2 separate regions of the Pan troglodytes genome follow, and region 1 is linked to region 2. Evidence: chromatin contacts called from public Hi-C data. All regions are on one chromosome and are shown on one strand. The core of a region is the stretch at or near the end of the contact, and the rest is flanking DNA. Distances in the headings are between cores, read along the strand shown. Region 1 holds the start of IGF2 (insulin like growth factor 2). Region 2 holds the start of TNNI2 (troponin I2, fast skeletal type).

Region 1 (6,148 bases), core at 1,149-3,648, 320 kb before region 2:
CGCCCAATCCAGAAATGCCTGCAAGTGCCCCCTGCAGCAGTGTCATTAGAGCTTAGTACCACACAGGGTGTGTCCGAGGTCAGATCAGACGTGACCAGTGAAGTGAAAACCCCCCCAGCTGAGTACCTTGCTCATGGAAGATGGAAGGACCTAACTGCACAGTACATAACTGTACTGGGAGCACCTCAAATCCAATTTTTCTGCTCATTCTTGAATGCTGCTTTGTCCCCCTTATCCCCCCCCCCGATTTTACCAGTGCCACGTCCACCAACATTCCGGGGTGTCAAGTAACTGCCAAGTGTCACTCTAAGTAAAGCTACACCCACTCCCCACCACCTCCACATAGCCCCCACCTCCTAGCTGGCAGGGAGCTTCTGGCTTATGCCCACGCCCACAGGCGCCTTTCTGCCAGGTCAGGGGTGGGCCAAACCTCCACCCCCTAATGTACCATGCCCTGGTGCTGGAAAGTGCCTGAGCCAGCTGCCCCAGCGGCCTCAGCACTACCAAGTTGGCACAAAGCTCCCCAAATTCGGAGGGGCTCAGGGAAACGAGTGGAGGGGATGAGGAGGTGAGGGGTAAACCCATCATTTCAGTTGGCATTTGAGCAGGTGCCATGCTCAGCGGAGATGAGGCTCTCCCATCTGTAGGGGCCGTATTAACATGCACACTCTAAAAGTGCCCTTCGTGTCTCCAGCCTCAGCTTTGTCCCTCTCCTCCTCCACGTCAACCTGGCCAGAGGGTCTGGACGCCACAGCCAGGGCACCCCCTGCTTTGGTGGTGACTGCTAATATCGGCCAGGCCGGCGGATCATCATCCAGGCAGTTTCGGCAGAGAGCCTTGGGAACCAGTGACTCCCCGGTCCTCTTTATCCACTGTCCAGGAGCTGCGGGGACTGCGCAGGGACTAGAGTACAGGTAACTGGGCTCCCATCCCTTGAGCGTGAGAGAAAAGCTGCACTTTAAGTGTTCAGGCGTGGGTGGGCCGGGAGCTTGGGGCAGCTGCCAGGATCCTGGTTTCTGAAGGAGGGGAAGAACTGCTGCTGCTGGAGGGTGCAGGGAAGCCTCCTGAGAGCAGCCTCAACTTCAGGGATGGGGTGTGCAGGAAAGGCCATTGTGGAGAGGGTTCTTCTTTAGGGCTGCACAAAGCCACTGAGGCTTTTGCAAGGAAAATAGGTTTTCCTTGACTAATTCACCAAGCAAAATGGGAGGGGTAGGGGAGGAGGGCTAGGCTGCTCTTCCCAGCGGGAACACACAGCTGTCTTCACAAGTGTGAAAGGAAGAGTCTTTCTGTGTGAAAAGTTTCCTCCCGTTGCATCCCCCATCCCATTCCCAGAGACAAACAGGAGACTTTGCAGAGGAGCCAGGGGCCCGAGATTCTGGCGCAGATATTTTATTTATATATATATATATATATATACACCATTTTAAAGGTAAAGCTTCCTTCCCTCCTGCCTCCCTATGCCTCCTGACCACCAGCAAGAAATTGGACAGGAGACTGAGGAGAAATGCCGGGAGAGGCAACAACGGCCCTCCATGTCCCCCTAGGTTTAGCTTCTCTCCTCCTGATGGCGCACCTGGTCCCCCTTGCTGCCCTCCCAGCCTCCCTGGCACAGAGAGGGGCCCTGGGGCCAAGGCAGTTTCCCTGGGAATGCTCATTCATGCATGAAGTTTTTCTCTGTTGCACCCTGGACCCAGACTCCTCAATCCACCCAGGGTGGTGTCTGTGGGGCGGGGGTTCATTTCCCCAGGAAGCACAGCCACCCCCTCCCTCACTGGCCTCGTCAAGCAGAGCTGTGTGTCCAGTGGCTTTTGCTGGGGCCCCCTCCTTATCTCCTTCCAAGGTGGGGGTGTTTGGAGGTGGAGGAGGCTTTCATATTCTGTGCCATGACCCCTCAAGGCGGGCCATTCGTGTGCACCCTCCACCCCCAGTGCCAGGCAGAAGCCCATCCTCACCCAGGAACAGGGCAGCTGTCCAACAGAAGGGTCTCGGCCTCTCCATCAGCACCGGGAAGCCCTTTCTAGGCAAACTTCTCACCACTTCTTCCCTCCCTTATACTTTGAAAACGGGAGCTCTAGGCGGGGGAGGGGCTAGAGGGGGAGCCGCTGCCCAAATCCTGACAAGGTGACCTGAAGGAACCCGGGGAGGGGGATGGCACAGGGCTCAGGCTTGGGGTGTATGGGGAGGGGGGGCTTTGCTTTTAAAAGAGGTCATCTCAGCAATATCTTTTTGTTTTTCCCCAGGGGCCGAAGAGTCACCACCGAGCTTGTGTGGGAGGAGGTGGATTCCAGCCCCCAGCCCCAGGGCTCTGAATCGCTGCCAGCTCAGCCCCCTGCCCAGCCTGCCCCACAGCCTGAGCCCCAGCAGGCCAGAGAGCCCAGTCCTGAGGTGAGCTGCTGCGGCCTGTGGCCCAGGCGACCCCAGCGCTCCCAGAACTGAGGCTGGCGGCCAGCCCCAGCCTCAGCGCCAACTGCAGAGGCAGAGAGGTGAGTGTCTCAGGCACCCTGAGGCCTGGCAGAGAGGGCCACAGGCTCTGCGCGGGAGTCTTCGAACTGGGATCTCCCCCTTCTGCAAGCAGCTTTGGCTCAGAGAGGCTGGCGTGGATTCAGTCACACAGCTGGGATCTGGAGTTCCGTGGTTGGCTCCAGGTGCTTCCGTCCAGGGGCCAGAGCAGGTGTGGGCAGAGCAGGTTCCCCGCAGTCTCCACGGCACCGAGGTCCTGGCAGGGGAGCTCCTGGGAGAGGAAAGAGGGCAAAGAAGGGGAGAGGGGCAGGGAGAGAGCGGGCAGCCAAAGGGGAGAAGATGGGGGGCAGAAAGTGGGTAGAGAGGGAAAAAGGGAAAATATCATTGGGGAAGAACCCAAAAACCCAAGGAAAGCTGGGCTCTGCTGGGGGCTGTGAGACCCCCGGGTTCTCCCCGCCCCAGGCTGCTGGCCATGGGGTCTTGCACCAATGGCCTGACCTTTCTGTCAGTCTGTATTTATCAAAGTGGGTGACAGTCTCAGGCCTCCTGGCTGTTCAGAATTGAGGTAATAACCAGAGGCCTTCTGAGCAAAGGGCCTAAGGGGCTCCGGCGTCAGGATCCCATTGCGGTCAGGAGCCTGCGGGGCTTCCCGTGTGCAAGGGGGGTGAAAGGTGGCTAGAAAGGCCCAGCCAGTGGCTTCTGCCTCAACCAGAGGGAGCTCTGTAGTGGGGACAGCACCCATTCACTGGTCAGGCACTGGGGTGACAGGGGAGGCTCCAGGACTTGGGGAGCGTTGGAGCTGGAGGCACATGGATTGGAGTCCCTGCACCTGCCCCACGACAGGGCCTGCAGGCAGGGATCCAGCAGGTGACCCTTCAGGCTGGTTTGCCCATCCCAGATAGAAGCCGGGAGTGTTCTTTCAAAGGTGTCTTTACCTTAGACACTCAATAAAATGGTAACACAGTGGCGCCGCCTCAGTCCTTTGGAGTGTGCACCGTCTGAACCCCTCTCCCAGGGCCCTCTCCCAAGCACCCCAACCTGGACCCATATCCCCCACATACTTTTGGCTTTGGGCAGATTGAGCAGCCTTGGGGTGGTCTGTGCTGTCTGGTGTGGAGGGTTGCAGTTCGGGTCCTTAGTCTGACTTCCCAGGCCGGCCGGGCTGACGCCAGCGAGTGTGTCCTTCCCCAGCGAGGGGAGCGAGCGCAAGGTCAACGCCTCGTCTGCGGCGCCCTGCAGGGGGTGACGGAGGGGCACTCTGAGGACCCTTGGAGAAAGGAGCTGGGTTTGTAAAATGCTGGGCTTGGTCCCACCGACGGCGGAGCGGTGAGCTCAGCGCCAGAGCTGGGGAGGAAACGGGAATGAGAAAGGCCCACTTCAGGACTGGTGAGCGAGGGGATGGGGAGCAGCCACAGGCCGAGGCTGGGGCATGGGCCAGGCTCCATGGGGTGAGTCTGAGTCCTTGAGGGGATGTTCATCCTCTGTGGAATGTGGGTTTGCCAGTGGAGAGGAGACCAGCGTTGCCCTGGTGAGGTGCTGGTTCACGGCTGGGGGGCGGACGCTGCTTGGGGCTAAAGTTCCCACCAGCCAAGCTCTGGGTGGGAGGAGACCCTGGCCCCCTCCCGACACCCTTGGACTGCTGGCGGGACCCTTCCTACCTCCGGGGGCTGGAAGTAGTGGGGGAGGAGCCAGTCTTGAGGAAGAACCCCGATGCTGGTCTTGACTAGAGGGGAGCCGGTGTGCTTTTTGAGCCCCAGGGTGACCCGCGTCTGCCCCAGCCTCCAGCCTGCCCTGGTCACTTCTGACTAAATAAGGAGAGCACTCAGCAGGCAGCCCCATGAGGGAGGGGGAACATGTGTGTCCCCCCACTCCCCCACCTGCTCCTCCCTCCCTACAGGGCCACTACACCCTGCTGTGGGCACCCCAAGGTGACCCTCAGCCTTCTTCCTACCTCAAAAAGTCCAGGCATGCGTTTCCAAGCATGATCGGTGGCTCCCTGGGGAAAGGCACCTCGGCAGGGCAGAACAAAGGGAAGGGACCCCCAAACAGGTCACTGGTGTAATTGTCCCCAGCACCCCCAAAGAGGAGGAGAACCCACAACTCGGAACTGGGGCTCACCCCCGATGCCCAACCTGTCCCCAGCCTGGGAAGCAGGCGTGGAGCAGAAGGTGGGGGGAGCCTAGAGCTGGCCCTGGGGGCCCTGGTTTTGTCCATGACGGGAGCCTCGGCAACCTAGTCTGCTCTCCCGGGGACCAGGTTTGCAGACAGGCACCTTTCAAATGCTCCTCACCCCCAAATTTACAAGTCACCCTGCAGAGGAAAACATCAACACAGCCCGGGGTTCTCTGCTGGAGGCTCCCCCTTCTATAGGCACAGCCGGAGAGGCCAGAGAGCTGGGGACACGGGGAGGCTGCAGAAGGCTGGTGGGAAGGGGGGCAGTGATGGGTGGGGAGAGATGGGCCAGATGTTCTTGGAATGGGACATGGGGGTGATTGATGCAGACGGAAATTTGAAGGGGACATTCCCACGTGTCTTGTTCTGTGGGTGGAAAATGGGCTGTTTTTCATGGTGGGGGCGGGTTCTCCCTGTCTTGCCAAGCTAATGTGAAAGAGATGCCTCATCCTGCCCAGCTCCCCACACCTGTCCAAGGCCATTAACTTCTGCCTCCCCAGTGTCAGGCTTTGAGATGCCCCCCTTCTAGCCGGGGTCCTCCTATGGGGTGACAATGGGGACAAGCAATGCCCACTGTAGTTGCCCCAGGATCCCCCACCATTCTGCTGGTCCCCAGCGGTGCCCCCTCTCTGGCAGTACCCCCACCCACCCCACAGGTCCCCTTAGGGCCACTGCCCCATCGCCCGACATTGCCCAACGCCAAGGGGTGACCTTGTTCCTGCCGACAGGGCCGTTGGGCGCCTGCATGCGGGTTTAATATTTGCCTATAAGGAACTGGGCTTTCCCCAGCCGGAGTGGACAGACTTTCCCTGAAAATTCGCTTGGAGAGAACGAAAAGAGACCCCTGGCACCCCAGCGGCGTGCAGCCCTGCACCCCCCTCCTCCTGGGCCCCGTGTTTCTCATTTTCCTCCCTACTTCCTCTGCTCTTCAGTGTTACCCAAACAAAACTGGTTTCACCCTTGTTTGGTGCTGGCGAAGGCCCGAATGGCGCGCGCAAAGCTCCGGGGCAGGCCGGAGGTGGCCACCGGGGGTGCTCCGGGCCCCCAAGCCAAGCCGGGGACTAGCCTGCCCCCGGTGGCGGCTCGGCCGCGGCTTCGCCTAGGCTCGCAGCGCGGAGGCGAGTGGGGCGCAGTGGCGAGGGGGAGCCTGCGGACCTCCCACGCGGGGACCGAGCAGGTATCTGGGAGTCCCGGGAGCGCCCGGGAAGCAGCGTCCTGGTCGCTCCCTCGCGGCCCTTGGGTTTCTTCCTTACACCCAGACGCCCGCTAAGCTCGGGCTGCCGCCACAAACGCGCTCTCCGTGTGGAGAAGGCAAAGAAAAAAAAAATAAAAGCAAAAGGAAGAAAAACCCCAAAGAACGAAAAGCAGAATTTCAGCCGGCCGTGCGCGCCAGGGCGCTCCGCGCTACCTGCCCGCGCCGCCCGCGCTCGGGTTCCCGGGGAGGGCGCCAGTGCTCCGCGCGCGCCCCAGCCAAGGTGAATCCCCGGCAGCGCCTTCCTTCCGCGGCCCGGGAAGC
Region 2 (6,591 bases), core at 1,922-4,421:
CCCAGCAGGGCCTTGAGCATGGCGTCGGCCGACATGCGCACCCTCCGCAGTGGGGGCCGCTTGAACTTGCCCCGCAGATCAAATAGCTTCTGGTTCATGTCCTCCAGCTGTGGGCAGGGGAGCCGGGTGGGAGCCCGAGGTCCCGGTGGTCTCGGCCTCCCCGGCCCGCCCCGCCTGCCCGCTGGGCCACCGCCTACCCGCCTGCCGCCGGCCCGCCGCCACCACTCACCTCCTTGCTGGTCTTCTGCACCCTCACCTCCATGTCGTACTTCTCCTCTTCAGCCGCGTCGATCTTGGCGTGCAGCTGTTTGCAGAGCTCCTAGGGGTGGGTGTGGGGGCGGGCGGCCGTCCTGACACTTGGCAGCCACGGTCACCTGCCCCTGCCCTGACCACCCCACTGGCCCTCTTGACAAGTGGGGAAACTGAGTTAGCAGGCAGGCCTGCTGCTGGGGAGGCGAGGTGGCCGGGGAGGGGCTGGTACCTGCACTTCAGACATGGAGCCCGGGATATGCAGCGGCGGGCAGTGCTCCGACAGGTAGTTCTGCTTCTCCGCCTCACGTCGGCTCTTCTCCTTCTCCTGCTCTGTGGCCGCTATCTGCAGCATCACGCTCTGCGGTGGGGCAGACGGTGAGGGGCTGCAGCCAGCTCCCCTGCAGACCCACCTGGGCCACCCCCCCGGAAGACCACACCTACCTTCAGGTGCTGCCTGCGGGCCGTGATGGCCCTGTTCCGCTTCTGCAGGGCGAGGGACAGGGGGTTGAGTCAGGGCCTCCAGGCCTGGAGCACCCCCACCCCTTTCCACGGTCCCTGGCCAGGTCAGGGGCTCTGGCTCCGGGACCAGCAGAGCCTGGGGGCTCCTGAGGCCATGATGGGCAGGCTGGGCCTCCCTGGCCCCAGACCTTGCACTGGGACATGGTGCTGTGTGGTGTGTGACACTTTGCCAGGTGGCACAGGATGCTGGGAGGCCAGAGGCTGGGGGAGAGGAGTCCGGGCCACAGGGCCAGTTGGGGGCAGGTTGGCCGGTGAGGTGGGGGCGGGAAGTGCAGGAATCAGAAAGAAGAAGTGATTCTCCTGTGACCAGGCCACAGCCACACTTCCCCTGCCCCAGAAGGCTCGGGGCAGCCACTTCCTCTCTTTCAGCAGCGTCTTGGTGGGTGGGTGGGGCACTTTTGCCAGCGGGGAGGGCTGGGCCATCTTCCCTGGGCCTTAGGGCCTTGAGGCTGTGACCTATGACCTATGCTGAGTTGGGGGGGCCCCCTCCTCGTCATGTTTTGAGCCCCCAGCAACTACTTACCTCCTCACTGTCCAGGGAGGGAGCACGCAGGCAGGACGGGGAGAGAAGACAGAGGTTAGGGCCATGGCTGGCGGGGTCGGAGTGTGTGATGGGGTGGACAGGGCAGGAGGTGGGCAGGGTCACTGTATGGGGGTACAGGGGTACCACTTACTCTCCCATCCTGAGGTCCTGAGCTTGGAGCCTGTGGGGAGAGGAAGACAGAGGTGTTGGCCAGGCCCTTGCCACCGTGATGCCTGTGCCCATCAGGTAGGTGGTGAGGGGTTCAGGGCTCCTGATGACAGCCCCCTCCCGCCCACCCCCTACTCTCACCTCCTCCCCCTACTCTCACCTCCTTCAAGGACAATGTCTTGGAATTCCCCAGGGTGAGAAGTAAGAGGAGAAAGTGTTCCCAAAATGTCCCAGGCATAGCCTGAGGAGCTGCAGCTGTCCCCGAGGGAGGGTGGGATGGGCCAGCGCAGATGGCCGCCTGAGTGACGCTGTTATTTTTAACCCTCTCTCTTTGGCTTTGGGCCTAAGTGCATGGAAGAAATCCCTCCTCAGTTTGGCCTGGGGGCTCAGGTTCTGGGGTTTCTTGACCCCTAAACTCTCCTTCCAGGGTCCCCAGAGGTGAAGCCTGGTGGTCAGGGACTGCCTAATACCTGCCTCTCGCTACAGCTGCCTCCCCAAAGCCTCTCCTTCTCACTGCCGGATCCGTGCAGGCCCCAAAGGGGGCTGCTGGCGGCATCCCCCAGGCCCCCAGACCCCCGCCCCAGGAAGTCCTCCCTCAAACTAGCTCGAGCCACGCCCTGTCCCCCGGCCTCGGCGGGCCGGGCTGGGCCTCACCTAGAATCTGGGCAGCAGGGCTGGGAGCGAGGTCAGGCCGGCAGTGGTGAGTTGGGCTGGTGGGCCCAGGGGGAGGGGTATAAATGGCCTCCCCCAGGCTGGGCCCCTGCTCAGAAAGGGCATAGAGTCCTCCTCAGACCAATGGGGGCGCGGAGAGCCACAGAGACCTCCCCACCTGTCCGGCCGCCTGGCCTGGCCGCGTGCTGCCGCCCAGTCCAAGAAGTCTTGGTGGGGGGTGCCGTGGCTGGGCTACTCTATTTAGGGCTCGGTGACGTGCTGGAGATGCCTCTGTCGTTCTCGTAAGGAGCCTGAGGACAGTGTGTCTGGCTTTGCCTGTGGCCTCAGCGGGGCACACAGCTCGGGTCAGCTGAGGGGTCGCTGCCAGTATCCACACCTCGCCTCAGCCCATCTCACCCGAGGTCAGCGTCCAGTCCACCAACATGGCTGCTTGCTGGCGACAGCCACAGCCTCTCCCTGCGGGGCCAGCTCCCCGGCTCAGCCCCTGCAATGGGTTTCCCACTTCAGCCCAGGCCTGACCCCCTTCTGCAAGCCTGGCTTCTGGGGTGAGGCCTGGACCTCCAGATGTGGCCTTCTGGGCCCTGCCACAGCGGCCGAGGGCTGGGGGCTGCCCCCTCCCTGCGTGATGCTATCTTCCTGCCTGGGGAGCAGGACCGGGAGTGAGGGGCATGCCGCACGTGCCTCTGGGCCCCTCCCGCCTGCCCAGAACGCCCTGCTGCAGTCCCCTCGCCGGGCGACTTGGAACACATCCTTCAACCTAAGGAGAATGGCACCACCTGCATTGGGAGCCTCTCAGACCCGTGGGGGCTTGGGGCCCTCCTGGCTGCCCAGGCAGGCCTGGCATTGCCCTTTTCACCCAGGCCCGAGGCCATCGCCCCCCCAGCCCCCAGGTCCCCACCCTGCAGAGGCCCCCTGGACCGTGACTTGGCACCCTCTCGGAGTGGGGGCTCTTGGCCCCAGCCCTGCCGGCTTCGCAGCCCCGTGGGGAGGATCAGAGGAGACAGCAGCGTGGAGGCCCCAGCCGCTAAGGCAGCCCAGATGTGTGGGGACTGGGAGGGGCATCCGGCCAGGACTGAGCCCCTAAAGGCCCCAGCGGCTTCCGAAGGCATCTGCTGCCCCCTGCTGCTCATGCAGGGAAGGCCCTGCAGCACAGGTCTCTGAGGTGTTGGGGGGTCCTCCCTCCACGCTCACCAGCCCCCAAACACCATTGCCCACTCTGTCCCTACAGGGCTGGCTCTAGCCCGCCCCATCCCATGTGGTCCCGACTCTCTGGCCCCCACCTCCCCGGTCTTCCCAGGCGGCCCGGAGAGGGGAGATCTCTGCTCCCGGGGAGGTTCCCCACCCCTACCCGAGGGTCAAGCAGGGACCGGTCAGAGGCCTCAGGGCCTGGCTGAGTCTGGAGAGGAGCCCCTCCCCCGTCCTTGTCAGGGGACCCTGGTGAGTGGGCCCGGGCCCTATTTCTGCATCCCCTCCAGGCTCCAGCCGGACACACAGTGGCAGGAGAAGGCGTTTATTGCAGTGGTCCTGCAGGGCGGCCTGGGCAAGTGCCTGGGCTCAGCGGGGAAAGAGAGGCACGTGGTGCATTCAGGAGTGGGGCAAGGGCAGGCGCAGGCGAAGGCGGGGCTGCAGGGCCAGCATGCGGTCCACCTCCCTGGCTGGCCGCAGGGGGTGCCACTGGGCGACGGGCCGCCGGGCGTGGGCCAGCATGTCTGCCCAGTGCTGCAGGGGCTGCCCCGAGGCCCGGGCACCCAGGTGCACCTTGCCTACGGGCTCAGTTTGGAGCGGCAGGCTGCGGTCCCAGACGGCCAGCACCAGGTCCACATTCTGTGCAGAGACAGGCCAGAGGTTGGGGTTGGGGGAGAAAGACCACAGTCGTCGTGGTCCGGCACTGGGTCTCGCTCTGCCCCTGCCTCCCGGTGGCCCACCTGGACCTGGCTGAAGGGCACCAGGAAGGTGAAGGCCTCATTGAAGTAGGGGGCCGCCGTGCCCTTTTTGGTGGCTGTCTTTCTCTTCTTCCACTTCCTCTGGTTCAGCATGAGCTGGACCTTCACGTAGGGCTCTGGGAGGGCAAGGTTGCCGAAGGGGCATCCCAGGGCTCGGGGCTGAGCACGGGCCCCCCCTCTGCACAACAGCATGGGCAGGTGTGACCCTCACCTGCCAGTCCTGGACGCAGGCCTCGAGCCTCCAGCACCACCACGGTCAGCCGGCCTGAGCTGGGCACGTACCGGAGAGAGAAGCACAGCTCCCCGACCTGCTCGGGCTGTGGGCAGCAAGAGGGGCTTCAGCCCGGGAGGGCGATTCTGGCCGAGTTGGGGTTCAGGCCCCCGCAGCTGCTGCCCATCAGGCCTGTCTTTCCAATGGCCCATAGGGCAGGGCCCCTGCCAGCTCTGCCTTGGGCTGTGGCCTGGTGACCAGCACCTCACCTCAGTGGCAGCCGGCGGGCCCAGCGGGTACCAGTGCTCCAGAACATGCTGCAGATCCACGGTGCCCAGTGGCAGGCGGAGCTCACCCAGGGGCTCATGCCCCGAGAAGCGCTTGAAGTTGAAAAGCTGCACCTGCAGGGTGGCCCCTGGCAGTTCCGCCTGCGGGATCTGAGGCAGCGGCGTGAGCCAGGCCCTGCTGCCCTAGCTCAGGCCCACCCAGCTGCCCAGGCCCACCCAGCCCAGGCCCATCCAGCCGTCCAGGCCCACCCAGCCGACCATCCCTGACTCACGTGGAAGCAGCAGGTCTCGTCAAACACGGGGCAGAGCGTGCCTCGGTGCACTTTTGTCTCATGTCTGTGTCCGGCCCGGGTGGAGACGCTGACCCGGGCATAGGGGTCCACGGTGCCCCCAGGCCTCAGGTCGGCTGCCTGCCTCAGGCCCACCCTGATCTGGGAGCCAGGGGGGTGGGCTCAGCCAAGGGCCCCTGCCCTGTCAGCTCCCCACCACCCAGGGCACGGGGTCTGCCCTTCCCCCGTCACCCTTTCCGGAAACTCGCAGAACCGCTGGTCCTGCACAGCAGGGCTCTTCACCTCCTGGCTTCCAAAGTCGTACTCCAGGGAGAGCTGCAGGCGCCCCCATTGCTGAGCACCCCCCGGGCTGGACTCCAGGCCATCCACATCAGGTTGCACCTGGAGTGAGTTGGGACAAGGGGCAGGTGGTGCTGACATCATGCCCCATCAGAGCCCTGGGCTCCCGGGCAGCACTTGCATGACACGGGTCAAGACCCCGCGCCTCCAGGCCAGGCCACCCGACAGGCACAAATCGTCGGCTTCGCTCTGTGAGACCGGCCAAACCCACCCCAAACGTGGCATCTGGGGTACCCCCTGCCTTCCTCAAGAACCCGCTGTGGCTCCCTCGGGCCCATGGGGCAGCCCCTGTTGCATGGCCTCCTTCTCACCTCTGTTCACCCACTTTCCCTGCCAGGAAGGTCCTCACTGACCCGCCTCTGTGGGGGTTAAACCATCCCTGGGGCTGAACTCGCCTCGCTGTCCTGGGCTCTGGAGACTGGATTTCGAGCCCTCTCTGGACTGAGTGAGCAAGGAGCCGCTCCTCACCAGGTGGGTGGTGGTGGTGCCACGGGCACTGCCCAGACCCACGGCCTCCTTGTCCCTGGGCTTCTTCCTGTGGTGGCGGCAGCAGCAGCAGGCAGCACAGAGGAGGCAGGAGACGAGGAGGATGCCCGCGGCAAGGGCGCCGGCAATGAGAGCCCAGCGGGGCCCTGGGGTAGAGGCCAGGCTGAGCGCATCTGTGGACAGCTGCAGCCCCCACTTGGCTGGGTTATCCCCACACCCCTCTTGGGAATCCCACAACTCACAGGGGGTCCCGGCGACAAGGTCTGGAATAAGCCCAGGTATAGCTGTGGTGCCAGCTGGGGCCGGGGCACTGGGAGAGTCTGGTGGGTGCCCCATCTTTCTACGCTGCTGGTTTGGAAGAAGCGGCCCAGGAGGCTGGGTCAGCTGGGAGGGTGGCCCCTCCGGCCCCTGCCCGCTACTCCATCTGCCTGGCAGCAGCCAGCGCTGGGTCTGCCTGGGCAAGGAGGCAGCACGGGGTGGCCAGGGGCGAGGGTTCTGTGCAGCAGGAAGCTGAAGGGAGGGAGGCTCTGGACCCTGGCCAAAGCTCCAGCTTAGCTGCCCAGGCCCAGCCTCCCAGCCACCTCCCAGCAGCCCCCAGCCCCAGCCAAGCAGGCAGGGCCTGGGCAGCCTAGTCCCTGCCTTCACCGGACCTCAGAGCACCCTTGCCCCCACTGTAGCATGCCTCCTCCACCAGGGAGCCCTGTCCCTCCCTGCTTCTCTCTCCTGGGCCCTGGACCCTGGGCCCTGCCTGGGGGTCCCATCTCATCCCTGGGGGTCTCATCTCTGCGGTCCCATCACTTCCTTGCCTCTACCCCAGGACGCACCACAGCTGGGGCCCACCGTGGTTTGCCAGCCATACAGGTGGAGCATGTTCACTGCAGCCCCCAGGAACTTGGAAGCC

The links. A called contact is a pair of places that touch in the nucleus more often than the background predicts.
Region 1: a contact with region 2 is called in a Hi-C map of stem cell-derived neural progenitor cells, with 7 times the contacts expected there. The contact joins the promoter of IGF2 here to the promoter of TNNI2 in region 2. A contact is called at or near these places in 4 of 7 Hi-C or Micro-C datasets (blood, induced pluripotent stem cells, a lymphoblastoid cell line and 1 more).

The regions. Positions count from the first base shown.
Region 1 is chr9:6,411,081-6,417,228 of NHGRI_mPanTro3-v2.0_pri, reverse strand. IGF2 (insulin like growth factor 2) reads left to right here and starts at 2,398. Exons shown (of 4, transcript XM_016920179.4): 1 at 2,398-2,483. It overlaps IGF2-AS (IGF2 antisense RNA), which reads right to left. Exons shown (of 3, transcript XR_002938414.3): 2 at 3,522-3,693; 3 at 1,374-2,731. It also overlaps the pseudogene LOC134807324.
Region 2 is chr9:6,096,403-6,102,993 of NHGRI_mPanTro3-v2.0_pri, reverse strand. It overlaps TNNI2 (troponin I2, fast skeletal type), which reads right to left and starts at 3,171. Exons shown (of 6, transcript XM_024346900.3): 1 at 2,117-3,171; 2 at 694-1,475; 3 at 482-610; 4 at 230-319; 5 at 1-107. The coding sequence starts at 604. SYT8 (synaptotagmin 8) reads right to left here. Exons shown (of 9, transcript XM_009459679.4): 2 at 5,933-6,038; 3 at 5,673-5,836; 4 at 5,148-5,246; 5 at 4,848-5,006; 6 at 4,558-4,725; 7 at 4,289-4,394; 8 at 4,060-4,193; 9 at 3,497-3,958. The coding sequence starts at 6,026. The coding sequence ends at 3,719.